Regions from separate parts of the Zea mays genome. Here region 2 is linked to region 1. The links are chromatin contacts, called in public Hi-C maps. All regions are on one chromosome and are shown on one strand. Each heading gives the region's core, a stretch centred on a gene start, on an enhancer-like site or on the middle of the called end of the contact. The rest is flanking DNA. Distances are from core to core; before and after follow the strand shown.

What was found. A called contact is a pair of places that touch in the nucleus more often than the background predicts.
Region 2: a contact with region 1 is called in a Hi-C map of root tip, with 6 times the contacts expected there. The contact joins the promoter of LOC100381582 here to the promoter of LOC542318 in region 1. A contact is called at or near these places in 11 of 25 Hi-C or Micro-C datasets (bundle sheath, ear, endosperm and 5 more).

What each region holds. Positions count from the first base shown.
Region 1 is chr4:43,425,784-43,431,924 of Zm-B73-REFERENCE-NAM-5.0, forward strand. LOC542318 (sugary 1) reads left to right here and starts at 4,145. Exons shown (of 18, transcript XM_008680135.3): 1 at 4,145-4,810; 2 at 5,058-5,243; 3 at 5,365-5,457; 4 at 5,781-5,933. The coding sequence starts at 4,448. It overlaps LOC103655249 (wings apart-like protein 1), which reads left to right. Exons shown (of 7, transcript XM_020552041.3): 7 at 1-223.
Region 2 is chr4:43,715,855-43,722,893 of Zm-B73-REFERENCE-NAM-5.0, forward strand. LOC100381582 (RNA pseudouridine synthase 3 mitochondrial) reads right to left here and starts at 5,256. Exons shown (of 8, transcript NM_001412104.1): 1 at 4,559-5,256; 2 at 4,149-4,220; 3 at 3,900-4,068; 4 at 1,584-1,712; 5 at 1,388-1,504; 6 at 1,158-1,259; 7 at 871-1,029; 8 at 168-707. The coding sequence starts at 4,040. The coding sequence ends at 333.

The sequences.
Region 1 (6,141 bases), core at 2,895-5,394:
ATGATTATTAACAGTCCCATCAAATAGTGTCATCAATGGGGTGTTTGGTTCGAGGAATCACCTTATCCTTGATGGGGTGGTCCATCATCAGGTGATCCTATATGAATTTGGTGGGATGATCTCATTCTCCATACATATACTAATTGTGTGCATATGAGGAATGTGATGATGATAGATCACCCTATTCCAATACTTAAACCAAACATTAATTTGAGGTGTGAGATGATGATGGACCACCTCTTTACAAACCGAATAAAACATAGATGTCTTTTTGAGTTTTTGTTCTGTTCAGTATTTTCTTTTTTTATCTTTCTAGACATCTTGCTTGCACACTACCTCTTAATTAAGACCCACCCAAATATTTTTCTTTACCTGAAAAGAAAGAAACGCAGCATTCTGGAATATGTCTAGGCCTAGGGCTACTTTTTAGGCTAAAACAGCTATCATGCGAGAACGATTAACTAGAAGCTAGCAGGTGGTGTCTGGTCATGCTGTTGTAATTAGGGTAGTTGGGTTTGCTTCCAAACTGCAATAAGATTCCTTCCTAAGCATAGTTGTTTAGATTTTGACAGAATAAGTTTCCAAATTACAGGTTTGTTCAAATACTGCGTATTCAGAACAGGGGGTCTCTTTCTTTGAAATCTTACGTTTGCTACCTCTGTTATCTTCTTTTCATCCCTATAGTGCATACAATTAATATCAGACATGAAATAGTATAGTTAACCCAAATTTGTAAACACAACATTAAACATTTGAGTACATATAACATACACCACAAAAATTTGAAGGTTTGAGTCCAAATTTACACCAAATATTTTTATATAGCCAAATCTTCACTGATCAATATAGAGGAAGAGCTTAAAACAGTCATCTTCATCGTTCCTCCCCAATTTGATCTCCTAGGCAGATAAGCCTCACTCTGATCCTCATAATCTTCACAAAGTGGCAGATAGAGACATGTCTTCCATTGATGCTTGTGTGCCTACTTTACATGCTTGTATCCAAGAGTAGACATCCGTTGTCTCAAGGAATTTAATTATCTAACATTTGTTCTAACAGATGAAGTGCATGTCGTTAGAGTTGGTTGCATGTACTATATATGTGGACATGTGAGCACGTGTTAACTTGGTTTTTAATATTTACCTTCCCATCTTTGGACATGTGAGCATGGTATTGTAATGCAGTTCTTCAACGAATGGCCCACAATAGTGCTTGCCCTTTTGAACTCAGCCATATTCAAAATCATCACATGCTCACATATTCAGTAAGGAAAGCAATAGATTGACAATTAACTTATTTCGAAAACAGTGGATTGTGCTTCTTCAGTTCACCATCATATTCAATTTTGTGATTGTATGCTGCTGTTACATGGTATTGGTAAAAAATTCCTTCAAGTGTTCATGGTATTTTTAATTTAGCATTCATGGTTGAAAATGATAAGCTAATGCTTTGTAGCTCATACGTGAGCTGTAGTGTCGTCCTGCATTTAACAAATGTTAAGGACAATTTTAAGTGCAAAGTTACAATATTATCAACATTTTGCCATCATGTTTTTCTTCTCTTTGCATGTGAATTTTTTTGTTCAATAAGATACATGTATCCTTCACAACCGATATTGTTATGTGAGTGGTCTAAGTTTTTTAATCCTTCCAGTAGTAGCCATAACTTACAAATCTTCCACTGATGATTACAGAGGACCACGAAGGGCTTGCATATTGCACTGGATACTTCAGCTTGCAGCAGGTGTTGTGAAGAGTTTCAGTGCACTTCGTAGTTCATGGATCAAGAATTTCATTCTGGCTTTTGCGTCTTCGGTGTTCTCTTTCTATTTTGAGACGTTGTTTGTGTTGGGGCATGAGAAAATTTGTGTGTTTTTAAGGGCTTATGTGCTATTACTATTCTCTCTATGGTGTACGAATCTTTAAAGTGAATATGATCTTTGTATTGGTTTAGTTGTGTATTGGTTATTGATAAAATTTTTGTGAGATATTGAGGTTAAGATAATATGTATTGTTCGTTTTCGTGCAAGCATTGTGCACTAATATTTTATTTCTCTAAATTGCTTCAGTTGCTCTACCTGTTTTAGAGGATTCATCTTTAGATGGGTTGAATGTTGTCATAATACTTATCCATATGTAAGTAATGTAGAAATCATGCCACAACATATATCCTCGCAACATAAAAGATAAAATGGTTATATTTGTGAGTTAAAATAATTTTGATAGTCACAACTCATTGTCCCCTTATGACAGGCTTAGGATCTCCTTTTTATAATTTTCACCCTGCAATACAAAATTATTCTATGGAGGTCATGATACATCGTCATATATTGTATTACCAACTTAGGCTGAGATCTCTGATAAGAAAAAGTACCCACAACTGTACAAGATGGTTATAAAGCATATGATGCATGGACCGTGCGGGTTGCTAAATCCTAAATGCCCATGCACTAAGGGTCATCCTTCATGCAAACATACAAAAGACTTATCAATATCTCTACAAAGGAATATATTAGTGTACGATTGTCGATATATTGTTTGTTTTCATGTAATTGTTGTGCACTCGCGTTTTATTAATAATTTGTGAGTCGTCGCAAATCGTCGCAACGCAGAGACACCGAACTATCATATATATAGGTCTGCATGATATTGATGGTTGCAATGTAGTGGTAAAACAGGTAGATTAAAATAACAAAATGTATATGTATAGCCAGGATCACCAATGAATTACAAAATCTTTTTTCATAACAATATAACACATTTATATATAAGTTATCATGATATTAATATGTTCCCATTGCAACGCACGGGAACTAACCTAGTAATTAATTAATTTATTACCTCCTTTCGACGAACCAGCCGGCACCAAAAGATGGATCACCGTGCACGGAGCGTGCGTCCGTTGCGGGAAACGACGGGGATCTAGGCGACGCCGTGACGGTGATGCTCCCGTTCACGTTTCGCAGCTTTCGCTGCACCCCTTTGATTCACGGTGGCCCCACAGAAAAGCCCATGTCCACGGGGCCCACTCCCGGGTCCGGACACGCGCCGAGGGAGAGGGGCTCCCAGATTTTCTAGGGACTGCTACCTTCTTTTTTTAGATAAATAATAGACCAAAATCCGGTTTTACTATTTCGAGGGTAAGCGCAAATTCACATAACTTAAAAAAAAATCTAAAACATCTCACAAAACATAACAAAATTATAAGTCTAGAAGACTTAATAACTCCCCTACTCATCAGCGACTCAAACTCACTTTAAAAAACGGCTCATTACAACTCAATCCTATTTAAAAACCTCCAACCCTGATAAGCAAAAAACTGCGTGGCCACCAACTTCAGATAACGACAGATTTTAATTAAAAGATCAGCTGCTTCTTCACTTTTCTGTAGCTGCGTCTAGAGTCTGAGCCAATGAGTTCCTCCAAATAAAACCTGCAAATAAGTCAACATATGTACTTTGTTAAATATTAATTCATTTCTACTTATTCAAATAGCACAGCACATGCTGAGACACCATAATAATCAAATTCTTAGTATTTAGATCCATCTCATCAACCAACTCCAAAGATATGTTTGACAGTTCTTAGTATTTAGGGACTGCTGCCGAGTACGTTCCTTCAGATCCTCTTTGGTTCTTCCTTTTCTATTTTATTTATATTGTCACTTTACTAGACCATAGTAAGAGAGAATTCTCTTTTGTGTTAATTAACCACCCACACCGTACAAATTGAGCAAGCCTTTGTTATCTCCACATACATGTATATTAATATAAGATACATATATCTCGTTTTTAAAAGAAATATCGCATTGGTTTATTATTTTAAGACTAGTTTGTAAACTCTATTTTTCTGAGAAATTCCTATTTTTCAAGAGAAAATAAACTAATTTCTTTGAAAAAATGTAAAACTTTTGATAAAATAGGATTGTCAAACTAGACCTTATTATATGTATATGTATATGTATAAAGTATCACTGTGAAAGTATGAAAAAAGTTTAGTTCTTTTCTTTTGGTGAATATAAGAGTATAAATAATAAAAAGTGGAATAGTATAGTGCCTGAAAAGCGGCAACTAGATCGTGTTTGCCAGTACGCGGGCCCCACAGAAAAAGCCCACGTCCGCCTCCCGCTGCGAAAAAACGACACGGGCCGAGTGGACGACGGTGGCCGGACGCAGACGCAGACGCTTCCGGCTGTGAAAAAACGCACGCTCCGACCCCGCCGTCCGCCGATCCGAGGCTCCGGCCCCACTCTGTCAGCGTCACTGCGTGAGCGAGCGGGCGGCGTGCGTGATCCGGACCCGCCCCTCCTCACACCGTCGCGCACGGGAGCCAAGACGAGCCGCGCTCCGTCGCATCCACCTCGTCTCGTCACACACTCCACTCGAACGCACTACTTGATCGGCCAAAGCCAAACGAACTGGGCTCCCTCCCCTCCACTTCCTCTCCCCATGGCGCAGCAGCTCCCCTGCGTCTCGTCGCCGCGCCCGCTGCTCGCCGTGCCCGCGGGCCGGTGGCGCGCCGGCGTGCGGGGCCGGCCCAATGTGGCGGGACTGGGGCGGGGGCGGCTGTCTCTCCACGCCGCCGCCGCGCGGCCCGTGGCCGAGGCGGTGCAGGCGGAGGAGGACGACGACGACGACGACGAGGAGGTGGCCGAGGAGAGGTTCGCGCTGGGCGGCGCGTGCCGGGTGCTCGCGGGAATGCCCGCGCCGCTCGGCGCCACCGCGCTCCGCGGCGGTGTCAACTTCGCCGTCTACTCCAGCGGTGCCTCCGCCGCGTCGCTGTGCCTCTTCGCTCCCGGCGACCTCAAGGCGGTGAGCATCCCCCACCCCTAGTCTTTGATGAATGCAATTTCTGCAACGCGTGCTGCGATCCTTCTGTGTCGTTCTTCTTCTCTTTTGGAATTTGAATGGAAGGGAAGTCGGCTTCATAACTTACTCCTCTATTTCTCTCTCTCTCGAATAACTTGCTTCTCCGATGCTGTACGCTAATTTGTTTGGCTTCATAGCATACGCCGGTGCTGAAATGGACTGAGTTCTCTGTATTCCTGGTATGATGCAGGATAGGGTGACCGAGGAGGTGCCCCTCGATCCCCTGCTCAACCGAACGGGAAACGTGTGGCACGTGTTCATCCACGGGGACCAGCTGCACGGCATGCTCTACGGATACAGGTTCGATGGCGTGTTCGCCCCTGAGCGCGGACAGTACTACGATGTGTCCAACGTTGTGGTGGATCCATACGCTAAGGTGACGGGCTGTTGTCCTTTACTTTGGCTATGCGTGTGAGCTGTGACACACTCAGAAACTGATTGCTGGGTGCTTGCTCATGTTTTAGTTGTTTACTTCTTCTTGTTGTTGTTTTCTCTAGGCAGTGGTAAGCCGAGGTGAATATGGTGTGCCTGCGCCTGGTGGTAGTTGTTGGCCTCAAATGGCTGGTATGATCCCTCTTCCCTATAATAAGGTAAGCCAGAACTACTCTCGCTCACACTACCTTCCTGTTTGCTTTCATGCTGTATCCTTCTCTTCCAGTTTTATGTCCCCATGTCTGACTCACTCACGATTAAACAATAAAAAGAAACCACCGCATATATTTGGTCATTGATGATTTGAAAAGTCCGATGAACTAACTGAACAAAGCGCTAGAACTATCAACTGTAGGTTAGGATCATTGGTTCTGTTACTTAGTTTCTCGTTTGCAGGTTCAAATGGAGTGAAGTTATATTTACTGCGTATTCATGTTGTCTTTGTTATTTCATTTCGTATGATAAGGGTTTGCATTTGCAGTTTGATTGGCAAGGTGACCTACCCCTTGGGTACCATCAGAAGGACCTTGTCATATATGAAATGCATTTGCGTGGATTCACAAAGCACAACTCAAGCAAGACAAAACACCCAGGAACTTACATTGGTGCTGTGTCAAAGCTTGACCATCTAAAGGTACTGTTACGAACAGACTAGCTATAAGTCTGCGAAAGTGTCCTCATGCATTTGTTTAGGTTTTGCAACTATGCCAAGTAATGCTGCCCTAGTCTATTAGTTCATAGGCATAAACACAGATTTTACTTTGTGCTTACATAAATGTTTTTGCTCAGTAAACTTGTCAGTGGTATTGGTCGTCTTAGACTTTTTGGCATGTGTTTGTTGT
Region 2 (7,039 bases), core at 4,006-6,505, 290 kb after region 1:
TTAACTGGGATTATATATTGGACCATTGTTTATCACATCTCTCAAAAATCTAAATGGCTATGATCTTCTTTATCGTCATCGCAGCATTTTGTGTATCTGCTGAAGATCAAGTTCTCAACATCAGTAGACAGCAAGGTTTGACAGCTTCACCAGTCACCACTGAGCCGTGGAGTGGAGACGATGAGATGTGCATTGATTCAGAAAATGTAGTTTTCTGCATTGATTCAGAAATGGTGGCTACAATCTCAGAATCTTGAACAAACAAATCACTCTATGGAACTTGGGGTTAACATGAGAAGCTAGAGAAGTATGGAAGAAAAAAAATACAGAAATTACACCAGGTATGAAGACATGATGTTCCAACTGATTTTCATGTGCGGAGGCATTGGCGCGACGAATCTTAGGAGGTTGGGCTTCTCCTTGGCCCATGGGGTGCCGTTTTCGTGCCATCCTCCAGTGCTGCTCAGGAACTTTGCAATGTTGGGGATGACCATCTCCCGGCAATGCAGGTGTAGTAAAGGGACTTTTGAGAGGACACTGCCCTTCTGAATCTCCAAGCCTTCTGGCCGCCTCAGCTTGTATGGCTCTCCAGTGAACGGTTCGAAGTCAGGCTGGGGATTTTGCTTCCACGTTTGGTGCACAAACCAACCGTATTTGTAATCCCCGACAATGGGAGTGCCTAGGGCTTCAGCACAGTGGACTCGGAGCTGCAACCCAGAGCAAACAGAACAGGTTGATGCTTACAGTTGAAAATGCCCATTCCTAAGCATGACATGAATTTATTTTCCATGTTTCTAAGAACAAATGAAAGGCATATACTAGAGGGTGGATTGTGTTCACACAAACAAAATCCAAACATTATGAGGGTACCTGGTGCTTCCGCCCAGTCAATGGCTGTAGCTCGATCCATGAGCACCCATTAATGGTTGGTCCCATCACCCGGTACTCGGTTATTGCCTCTTGCGCGCCATCTATGCCAGAAGGATGTGCCAGAATGACCCGTTCGGCTTTCCCGTCATCAAGGAGTACCTGAATCAGGGAACCCAATTTGATTTAACTGAAAAGATTGGAACATAAGAAGTTAACCTACATGGGATCATTTATTGTTTTATGTTGCAAGTCATAGCTAACAAATGAACCAGCAAATACTTAAATACCTTTGAGATAGGAGCAGATATAACTCCTTCCCTTTCTTTAGGAGTACCAATGACTAGTGCCCAATACTTCTGTGCGTATGCTTCACAGGCTTTATTCCATGTCTGCATATGCCAAGAATGCAAGATATTAGTTAGTATGCAGCAATCAGAAAAGGTAAATTCATCGCAATAATTTAGATGGAATATGGCAGCTAAGTCAAAGGCTCAGTAATCAATGAATTGATGATTACCTGAGAAGATGTTCTAGCTAAGTTTACACTAGTGAGAAGCCAGTGCAGCCGAGTAAAGCTTTCTTTTGTTCTGCCCATCAAAATCAGACCGCTGCTTTCTCTGTCCAGTCGATGGACCTGAGCTCACAAGGCACAGGGAAAAGAGATCTTTACACAGTGACCAAAAGTCAAACAGAAACACAACTCGTGAGCTCACCAATTTTGGACCCTCCTCGCTTCCATATGACAGTGCTGCAGCAGCAAGCACGTCCATGCTGTTATGTACTGGCAAATGTCCTTTCATGGGCACTTTGGGGGGCTTGTTAAGCACCAATATAGCAGAGTCCTGTGATTGAAAAGCTTCAACTTATTGCATTGAACCTGAATCATGTAAAACAAAAGCAGTAAAATCTGAAACACTGTAATGATGACAAGCTGACACCTTTATTGATGTACAAGCTTAACAAATCATGAATGCTCTTTTGTAGTTAACAGATATGCAGACAGATTGATGTGTTCATTTATTCCATTTCAAAATGCTATATGTCCAAGTTGGAAAATACTGACATATGGCCAGTTGTAGAGTCACTGCAAAGAAGTCTGGGCCCCCGCATTGCCCACTTGTCCTCCAGCACGGGCGACTCAGGCGGCATCCCTAGCCGCCGCTGCACCCTCTCCCCCTCCCTCCCCTCTCCCGCTGCGCCGCCACCGGAGCAGGCCGCCGGCCAGGATGGCGGCAGCGGGGATCACGGCTGGCCCGTGGGGTTGCTCGGCTAGGCGGGTCCAAGGCGGTCGGGGAGGTTCTTGGCTCGGCGCTAGCGCGGCTTTCCGAAGGCGGCGAGGTACTCATCGCAGGGGCACGGCTGCCGGAGCCGGGCGGTGCTGGCCCTCGGCGTCAACACCTCGAAGTTGTTCTGGCGTAAGGCTTGGTGGCCCGTGACACGCAGTTTTGTGGGCTGGGCAGCCGGGGCTGTCACCGGTGCTGATCCCGTGGCAGGTGTGCTATTGTGCGGTCCGGCCTAGGCGTCCCCGACATCGACGCGAGCTTCTTATGGCTGTCCCTTGGCTGGATCGGCTAGGGCTGGTGCGGATCTCAGCTCCGTGGTCGGTGGTGGGCATCGTGGCTTCTCCTGGCGACACCTCCCGTGGGACGCCAATCGGTTGAAGGTCGGATCCGTGGCCTCCCTGTTCTATCATGACCATGGTGGCTCGTGCCGGTTCCGTGCATGGTCGAGTGGGTGCGCAGCGGCTGTGTGGCCCCCGCATCTTGGCAGGTGTTGCTGGCGAGGTTCGCTTTGGTGAAGCGGTGTGTTGGCGGTGTGGGTGCTACTGCTGTTGGCGCCGAAGAGGATGTGCGGGCCAGTTCCGCGGCGGCGCGGCCAGTGGCTCGAGCTGGCGCAGGGTGGTGGTGGCGGCAGGGTGCCCAGCGGCAGCTGGCTTCGGTGGCCGCATGTGCCAGAGCCATCGGCGGCTACGCATTGGCTCTAGCTCGCGCCGGTGTGACGCACACGACAAGGTGTTGTCCGGTTCTGTGTGCCCACCCGGAGGGGGTGGCGGCCGACGCAGTTTTGCGGCTGCTGCAACAGCCGGCGCGTCGGTGTCCCTCTATAGGGGTTCATGCGGGATGTCAGGGCGGCGGCGACGGTGGATCTTGGCCTGACGTTGGTGCTGGAGGGCTTCTTGGGCAAAAGGATCGGCGATGGTGACGCCCGTGGGCACCGCTTCCCGTGTTGGGGGTGTCGCATCCCCCAACATTGTCTTCCTTGGGCGAAAGCCCGGTCCATCTCGGACACGCGACAGTGTCGTCCCCGAAGTCACTCCCTAGTCCCTTCCTGAAGGCGTCACATTGAAGTTTGTCTTGGCCACGGCATAGCCTTCGGTGGTTGCTTTCGCTTCTCGATGTCTGATTTGCGGGTGAAGGTGGGCCTTTGCAACATGAAGTCGAAGCTACTGCATCAGGGGATGTGGCTCGGTAATGATGACAGCTAAGAAACCCCCTTCTTCATGGGCTAGATTGTTTCGGAGGTTTGGGTAATTGCCGGGGGCAGGGCGGAGGATCAAGCTCGTTAGTGAAGAATCAGAGCTTCCTCACGTGGGATGTGTTGAGGCTTGGCAATGACGACACACCGCGATCTTCCTCCTTCTGTGTCGGTGTTTGGATTTAGGCGTCATCATGATGTTTCCTTTGGCCATGTGTGGCCCGTCTTGCGCAGTCGGAGTTGTTTGTCCCTTGGGTCAAGCTCGGCAACGATAACTCTGGATAGGTTGTGTGTGTGTGGGCTTTGGTTGTCTGGGCTGTTTGTGCATTCTATATAGGTTTCAGGCCCGGTTTTCCTTAAAACTAGGTCAATTATATTCTTCTTAATTGAAAGACAGAGCTCCTGCCGTTACGTTCAAAAAAATGCTGATATACAGAGGCCTATTATCCACAGAAAATAGCATTTCTCTATTAATGTAGTCATGTAGATTATTGAATGTAGTCTATATATCGGCTATCGACATTAGCAATACAACCTACAAAGGAGAAAAATACCCTGTAGATGACTAGCCTCCTCAGGTACTCGATCTCATCTTTATTAGGATGCAGTGTGGCAGTCGGAATGGTCTCATAACGCTTCTTTATGTCACTCTCAGCCACTGAAACAGGAAGGTGAATCCTCATTCCAGGCTCCATAGCATCATTATGTTTTATCTGCAACCAACTGAGGACCATATTTACTTTATTCACAAAGTACAACAACAACATACAAAAAGAGTTATAGAGCAAATACTTCGCTGGCACCTTTTTCAGATGATGCTTCTGAGTTCGAATGCTGTCAGCTGAAACCTTGTGGTCATAGCACTCAGAAAAAACCTGAATAGCAAATAGTTTTTGTTTTATCTTAGATGCTCAACCAAAGATGCATACAGCTACAGGTTGTGCAAGCTGCTATGACATTAACTCAGTAAATTTATGTGTTCAACTGATGCTATGAAGACACTAAGGCATATGAAAGAGGCTCTGTTGCTATTATCAAACAAGAAAAAAGTTCTGATGCAAGTAACTGAAATGAGTAATTAAACTAGGATTGATAACATCAGTAGTTCAACAATTCATAATCAACACTAATTGGAAAAAAAATCTGACCATTCAAACAAAGCTCCGGCGGTTAGGAATGCCAGTCCAAAAAGGGGGCAGAAGCAGAGAGATACCATTCTCCTGTTGAAATGAGCCTGCACGGCCTCCTGCGGCACGTCGGCGAAATAGTGCTTCACCCAGCTCACTGCCGTCACGCGTCGCGGCGCCACCTTCCTTCCTGGGAGAGGGTCCTGCCCTGCGGGGAACGGCGGCAGTGAGAGCAACTGCCGCGGCCTCGGCCGGGGCTTGGGCGCCCCCAAGCGCGCGACGTTGTTGGCGTCGACGCGAACCACCACCGGGTCGGCAGGCGCAGGCGCAGGCGGTGCCAGCCGGGACAGCCGCCGCAGCGCCGTCGGCCACCGCCACAGCCCCGGACGGCGTCGGCCGCGGCACAGCATCCCGCAGGGCGTAGGCCACTAGTCGTCCGTATTGTTTCCAGTCGACCCGCGTGCCGCCGTTTTCAGGTTTGGTTGGAGGACTTCACCCTTCTCTCCGTTTCGACTGGTGGGCCGGGTCCGACCGGAGCATCTGCGGTGCCACCTTTATAACCGGTAGAGAGGGCGCCGTCGCCTCCTCTCATCCACGATCTCCATCGATCCAGCTTCCAATTGGAAATCAAACGAACAGTCACACGCACGGAGAGGCCAGTAGCCGGCGGTCAGATTTTGCGATGGCCACTGGGTTTGGCTTCCAATTTCCAGGGGCTGTCGTCGGAGGCGGCGTCGGTCGCTGAGGGCCCGATGAAGGTGTGCTGCACCAAAAGGAAGCCGTAGGTGGATGCGGCCACCAGGGGTGTGGATGTTCCGTCGGAGGAATTTGTCAAAACGGATCGCTCTATCTTGCCGCTCCACAAAATACACCGTTTCAAGTTTAACTCGTCAAAAACGGTCGCTTAAGCCTGCTCGTTCATCAAAACAAGTCGCGGATAATTTTGGCGGACCTGGCAGGTGGGCCCGTGAAGCGTTGTACCGATTATGCCCTTACGGCCTCACGCACGCTGTCGGAGAGGAAATTCTCCGGCCGGGTGGCGGAACGCACGCGCCCTAAATCCTAAGATGAGGAGTGGACTAAGGGTCTGTTTGGTTGGGCTGTGGCTGTAAAAAAAGTTGCTGTGGGCTGTGAGCTATGGAAAAAGCTGCTGTAGGCTGTAAGCTGTTAAAAAGCTAAAAACCGTTTGGTGTAAACCACTAAAAGTCGCTAAAAATTCTTCGATATATGTTTCACAGTTCCATCCGAAAAGCCACTAAAAGCAGGTCCAGGGGTGCTTTCAGATTTGCACTGCGAGAAAGTCGACTTTTAGAAAAAGCTGCTTCCTAGATCTAGCCCTTTGGTTGGCTTTTGGCTTTTAGGGGGCAAAAGCCAAAGCCAAAAGTCAAACCAAACACACCGTAAGCGTTTTGCCTGTCTATTGAAGGGTGGAAGAACACACGAGGACACGAGAGTTTAGAGTGGTTCAGGCCGCCGGAGCGTAATATCCTACTCCACTGTGTGTTGTATTGAGTCTGTGAGCTTGTATAAACTTGTGAGTCTGAGAGTCTGAGTGAATCTGTCTTGTAACGTCGTGTGCCTTCACTTTTATAGCTCAAGTGAGGCACATACAAGGATGCTGAGCCCCGACATGTGGGCCTAGGAACATAACAGAAGGAATATATTATAGGAGTAACTAACGCCTGTGCAATCTCCTGTGTGCCTCGATGTCCACAGTCCACGCAGTATTGGTATACGACGGCTGCTTCCTTGGTAACGCGCGAGTGATGATGAGCATAGTGCACGCAACAGTATGGGCGTACCGTCTGCCAATGGAATGGACAGGCACGCCGCCTGCGGAACGGACTGGTCGCCGCCTGCCGGCAGAATGGACATGTCTCATTAAATGCGGAGGCGGCACATCGCCTGTCAGCGGAATGGACAGGGCTCATTAAATGCAGAGACGGTACACCGCCTGCCAGTGGAATGGACAGGCGGCGCGCCTTATCCGCAATAAATGCAGAGGCCGCGTAGCCCGGAGGCCTTACGTCAGGCTCCGCCCGTTGGCTTACGTCACGTGCACCATGCCACGTGGCAGCATCGGGGCTCGGCCTGGGCGGGGAGCAGAAGCGTAAACGATAAGGTTCGGACACGTGTCGGCTCTGGACCCCCGCCTGGCCTTGATTAAGGCCTGGGCATTCTCTATCCCAGAATCCTGGGACCCTGCCGTGAGTGGCCCGGACCCCACATGGAGGGGTCCGGACCCCATCCTAAGGGTCCGGTTTGCGCCCGTGGGGTCCTGGACCTTACCCAGAGGCCCAATCTATATATACAGGGGTCCGACACTTTTCCTTGGGGGTCCGGACTCACTGTTGATACCTCGGAGTATATCATCTTCTCCGGCCACGTGGCGGCCCCGGAACCATCCACGTGGAGGGGTCGGGAGCTGTCGCTGGCCCAGAGTAGTCGCCCGAGGCTGGGACGAGCCATGGTCTGGTCCCACGCACAACTCCTTTACCACGCGACTAAAGATAGTCGCGTGGGTACTGCGTCTTCATACGGTAGTAAGGGGTACCCCTGTTTTAGGG